Regions from separate parts of the Eptesicus fuscus genome. Here region 2 is linked to region 1. Evidence: chromatin contacts called from public Hi-C data. All regions are on one chromosome and are shown on one strand. The core of a region is the stretch at or near the end of the contact, and the rest is flanking DNA. Distances in the headings are between cores, read along the strand shown.

Region 1 (2,700 bases), core at 78-2,577:
CAGAATACAAATCATTGAAAATCCTCCCTAAGCTTATTTCTTAAGAAATCTGATTACCTGATAATTGTTGTCAAAAATAGTGTGGTCACCACTAATGAGTCAAGGCACTCAACCAAGTTAAAGGAACAGCTCCAGGGTGTGCCAACCCAAAGGGCAATGAAGTATCATGATAGAAAACCAAATATTTATGTAAATCACTCTGTAAATGTTTTATAAAAACTGTGGAGTCTTGCCATGTGAACTATAAATTACCAAACCTGAAGTTGTTTATTGCTTGTAACTGGGCATCTCGAACCTACAAAAACCTTCTTCCCCTTGAAGCCAATGACCCTGAGACAGGCTCAGGAGTACATTTGGCAGCCGTTCATCTGATCCTGACTCCCCTCCTCAAGTCCTACTTGTCCAACTCCCTTGTCTCTGCACTGTAAATTTACTACCCAGTGATGGCATGGAGGCTTTTAAACCTGAATGTACACCAATTCACACATCTCTGAGGATTTTATGCCTACCTGGGAATTTAAAGGGGCAGCAATTTTTAAATTTTATTATTATGACTATTAATTTTCTTATTGCCCTCTTAAGATATTTTTTGACAATGTTCTGCTCTATCCAGAGTGGCTGCTTGTTCATAGAACTTTTAACTTTTCCCCTCAGCTTCCAATGCCAGACTCTCATCCACTGACAAAGTGGCCAAATGTACCTTTGTATCTGTGATCCAGGAGGATCATATGTGTGTGTGTGTGTGTGTGTGTTGGCGGTGACCAGCCAATGTGAAATGATGAAGACAGGAGCCTGGAGTCTGAATCTAGGTGGACTGGATGCTGCCCCGTGGGAGGGGTTAAAGACGGTGCTGGCCCTGTCAAGTCAGGCTGAGTGAGGCGCGGTCTCAGCCTAGTAAGAGCCTCCCCCCAAACTGGAGATGAGTAAGCCGCAGTCCGCTCCCTCTGCTGCTGATCCTCTCTCCCGCGAGAGCTGCACGCAGGCCAGCCTGCTTTCACAGATGAGCCAGCAATACTTGGCAGAGCGGGGTGCTGCTCTTCCCTGTGGGGTTCTTGGGAAAGTTAACGCGGCTGATTCAAGTGCACAGCAGAGTCTGGCACCAATCAAGCGCTCAACAAACGGTCTCCACTAGTATCGTTGTTATAAACCCGTTAGTTACCTCGGGGATGGGGAAACACCCAAACCCACGGAGAACCGGAAAAGTCTGCACCCGGGGCGGGACGCGGGAACCACGATTTGAGGAGGGGGGCGGCGGGGGAGAGCCCACGCCAGCAGCCAATCCAGCTGTCCCGGGGAGGAAGAGGAGGAGTCAGAGCCACTCCGGACCCGCATTGCTCGGTCCCGCGCCGCGCGCTCGATCCGGCTGCGCGTCTCTCCCCCACGGCGTGCCCATCCCGAAGCCTCCTCCCGGCGCAGACATGGCCTCAGGTGCCACCCCCACAGCCGTGAAGGTGAGATTAGCCGTCCTGGCGGCTACAGTCCGCCCCTGCCCGCTGCGCTCTCGCTCCCGCCCGGGGGGACCGCGCATCGGGGGCGTGCGCCCTGCGTGGGTGCCCTGCCAGTGCGCCCCCGCCGAGGCGGGAAAGGTCTAGGGCACTGCACCAGGACGGGTTCGCCCAGGGGCGGGGAGCGGGCGGGAGGGAAAGCTTGCAAGCTCGCCCCCTCCACCTTTGGTCTCGGCTGCACCCTCACCGTGCAGGGTGTGGGCAAGCCCTTTGGAGAGGGGCTGTGGGCAGAGCTCCGCCGCGCGCCAGCCTTTCCCGAGTGGTCCTGCTTTTCCCGGAGATGCGCTCGGCTGGGGCTAGCAGTGTGCCTGCAGCTCTGAGCCCGTCTCCTCGTGCTTCCGCTCTGATTCCGCTTTCTGCCCGCGGCCCACGTGGGAGAACTGCGTGTTTGCTCTTTTACAAGCTTCCGGCTTTTTTTTTTTTTTTCTTCCAAACGTAGGCCTTGCCCTGAAGTGTCCCCTGCAGCTCGTTGCTTCAGGCATTCTGACTTCTGCAGCGCCGACCTGGAGTACAGGCAGCTCCCTCTTTGGAGGCCTCTGGCTTTGAACTGCTTTGTTTGTGATCATGAAAGTCAGAGATCGGTTGCCTTGTGCTCTAGCACTTGTACAGGTCTCCTCTGTACAGGAGACCTTTGTGCGGTGGGATCCTTAGCCAGAGGAGAGTACGAGTTCTGAGCCCCCTCTTCCCCCCCCCCCCCCCCCCCCCCAGCTTCCCAGGGGCTTAAACTCCTCTGGCCTGGCTGGTGTCCTGGGAGAGTGTAGAGTTACAGTGCATAAAGAAAAATTGATAAAACTTAAGATCTCTTCTCTGTTTATGATTGGCTAGGAAGTCAGATAACTTGAGAAATTCTTGGCCTATGGGGTAGGGAGGAGGCCCGCCTCCTTTACCCAGGTATCTCTGGGTTCCTCGCTTTGTGTTCACTTCTCTCGGGGAGAAGGCAAATCTCTGCTGTCTCCGTGTAATCAGTCACAGCGATGATTCGTTTATTAGGCCCGTGCAGCTTTTCACGAGGCAGTTATGACAGGGAGTGGGGTGGGGAGTGTGGCAGTCACACTTAGATTTGTAACTCCTTTGGTCATTTTGAAAAGAATATTGCATTCAAAAATATCTGCGGAACACGCCTCCCTTACCAGTAAGGGGGGGGGGGGGAGGCAGAAAGAGTTTTAAGGAAGCTCATGTGCTAAGCGAGTTCCTT
Region 2 (2,986 bases), core at 338-2,837, 300 kb before region 1:
CCTCGTGGACCAACTGCGCACAGGACTCCATCGGCAGCTGGAAGACCTGGACTCCTGTTGGGCGCGGGAGATGGGAGAGGAGGGATCTGCCCTGGCCACGCAGGGCCCTACCATGGCCTTGAAGAGGTACTTCCAGGGCCTCCGTCTCTACCTGAAGGAGAAGAAATACAGTGACTGCGCCTGGGAAGTTGTCAGAGTGGAAATCATGAGATCCTTCTCCTCAACAAGAGCCTTGCAAGAAAGGCTGAGAAATAAGGATGGAGACCAGGGGTCACCTTGAAACAATTCTCATTGATGAATGTGCCACATCATGTTTACACATATTTCTTGGGTCACGTCAAAAGGCTCTTATTTCTGCTTTAGTCACAGAATTTAAGTTTTATTCAGCAAATCTTTTCTCAGATTATTAAGCATGAAAACGTTACAAAATTTAGCTTCTGGGATATTAGTCCCTAAAAAATACCTGCCCTGATGTTATTTATTTATTGTTTATTTATTATTTATTATTTATTTATGTATTTATATAATCAATATTTGATCTCAACATGTATTAATATTTACAACACATTTTACTCTTTTGTCAATCAGTTTGCGTTTTGCTTTATTAAATTCTTATCAAAGAAATCTGAGCTCTTTGATTCTGAAAACCTAAATCCTTATTTTGTTCTATATAAATCTATCTTAGATTAAGATTTGTCTATTAAGTCCTATAGAACAGTTCCACCATTAGTCAGAAAATGCCTATCAAAAGCTGGAAAAGCATGGAACTGAGAAGCATCGTGGAAAATATGGAAGACGTTCAGTACTTATACCTGAGTTGAAAACTGATTTATAGTCCATGGAGAAGTGGGTAGAAAAATCCAAGAGGAGTCATCTAGAGTGGAGCAGGAAAGACACATGGTATTTGTTGGCTTATCCTGGCAGCTCTACTCTTCCTCTCCTCCTCTCCCCAGTCCTGCTTTACTGAGGGCATTCCCTCCTGTACACCATCCCTTGGCTCCCCCACCTTACTGCCCACTCCCCCAGGTGCTCTGGTTCTGCTGTGTTTCAGCTTCAAGGATTCTACTTAGAGTAAAAGCCAAAGGAAAAGAGCAAAGCGAGGGAAGCCCGGGTCCTGGGTGCCAGAGGGAAGCTGGTGCCGGCAGCCGGGAGGGAAGGAAGGCCTACTCTTGCACGAATTTTGTGCATCAGGCTTCTAGTCTATATATAAATACACGTGTGTAATTTTTATTTTATTTTTTTAAAATATATTTTATTGATTTTTTACAGAGAGGAAGAGAGAAGGATAGAGAGTTAGAAACATCGATGAGAGAGAAGCATCAATCAGCTGCCTCTTGCACGCCCCCTACTGGGGATGTGCCCACAACCAAGGTACATGCCCTTGACCGGAATCAAACCTGGGACCCTTGAGTCCGTAGGCCGACGCTCCATCCACTGAGCCAAACCGGTTTCGGCACACGTATATAATTTTTAGTTTTGTTCATTTTGTTTTGACATATTGTGTGAAAAATCTCTTAGCCAGCCCTGTTCTTTCACTTTGTCCAAGACGCCCAGCTTAGCCAGGCCAGCAGCACCCTCCTTTGCCCATGGCCCTCCTGCTCTCGCTACTCACGGCCCTGGTGCTGTTCAGCTCTGGCCCCGGTGGAGCTCTGGGCTGTGACCCGCCTCAGGACCACGTCCTGCTCAGCAGGGAGAACTTAGTGCTTCTGAGCCACATGAGCACCATCTCCCCTCTCTTCTGTCTGAAGGACAGAAAGCACTTCAGCTTCCCCCGGGCAACGGTGGATGGCAGCCAGGTCCAGAAGGCCCAGGCCATCTCTGTCCTCCACGAGATGCTCCAGCAGATCTCCGACCTCTTGCCCACAGACAACTCCTCTGTCACCTGGAACATGACCCTCGTGGACCAACTGCGCACAGGACTCCATCGGCAGCTGGAAGACCTGGACACCTGTTGGGCGCGGGAGATGGGAGAGGAGGGATCTGCCCTGGCCACGCAGGGCCCTACCCTGGCCTTGAAGAGGTACTTCCAGGGCCTCCGTCTCTACCTGAAGGAGAAGAAATACAGTGACTGCGCCTGGGAAGTTGTCAGAGTGGAAATCATGAGATCCTTCTCCTCAACAAGAGCCTTGCAAGAAAGGTTAAGATATAAGGATGGAGATGTGAGGTCACCATGAAATAATTCTCAGTGATGAATGTGCCAGACCACCTTTGCCCATATGTCTTAGGTCATGTCAAAAGGCTCTTATGTCTGCTGTAGTCACAGATTTTATTAAATTTTATTCAGAAAATATTTCATCAGTACTTTTGAGCAAGAATATGTTAAAAATTTCAGTTCAAGTCTTATCAGTCCCTAGGAGGTTACTGTCCCACTGCTTGTTTATCTATCTATCTATCTATATCTATCTATCTATATCTATCTATCCATCTATCTATGTATCTATCTTTGTTTGTTTATTTAATCTATTTTTTCTTGCACCTATCATATTTATAATATCCAAAAGTCAAATATAATTACATTATATTTAAATTTATAAAATATACTTACCTCTCCATGTTTTTTAGTTTGCAATTTGTTTTATTTATTAAATTCTTATCAAAGAAAACTTATTGAATTTGTTTATTATAAAATCAAAATCCTCAATGTGCAAATGATATTGAAGTATGAGTGGTAAAAATTTATTTACTCATTCATTCTATTCAGATTCTATATATATAAGTTGCGTATCTAAATGACATATCATGTAATTGCGGTCAAGAAATACAGGTTAACAAAATAAGTATGTATGGCTCCTATTGTTGATAATTTGTGTTACAGGAAAGGAGACATAAAATAGTACTAACGTTTATTTTATCTCTATTGTATTAAACACTGCGAAGGAAAAGAAAATGATGTTCTTACACCAGAAATTTTAGGCACAAATGAAGTTGAAAAGGAGAATTAATATTAGATGTCCTTTCTAACGAGCCTGGGAGATATGTAAATGGA

The links. Hi-C and Micro-C count contacts between places; a contact is called where the count stands out from the background.
Region 2: a contact with region 1 is called in a Hi-C map of liver, with 4 times the contacts expected there. The contact joins the promoter of LOC129151662 here to the promoter of MTAP in region 1. A contact is called at or near these places in 2 of 2 Hi-C or Micro-C datasets (liver and muscle).

The regions. Positions count from the first base shown.
Region 1 is chr15:16,829,432-16,832,131 of DD_ASM_mEF_20220401, reverse strand. MTAP (methylthioadenosine phosphorylase) reads left to right here and starts at 1,327. Exons shown (of 7, transcript XM_054727408.1): 1 at 1,327-1,451. The coding sequence starts at 1,419.
Region 2 is chr15:17,132,454-17,135,439 of DD_ASM_mEF_20220401, reverse strand. It overlaps LOC129151662 (interferon omega-2-like), which reads left to right and starts at 1,587. Exons shown (of 1, transcript XM_054727361.1): 1 at 1,587-2,174. The coding sequence starts at 1,587. The coding sequence ends at 2,174. It overlaps LOC129151670 (interferon omega-2-like), which reads left to right. Exons shown (of 1, transcript XM_054727377.1): 1 at 1-280. The coding sequence ends at 280.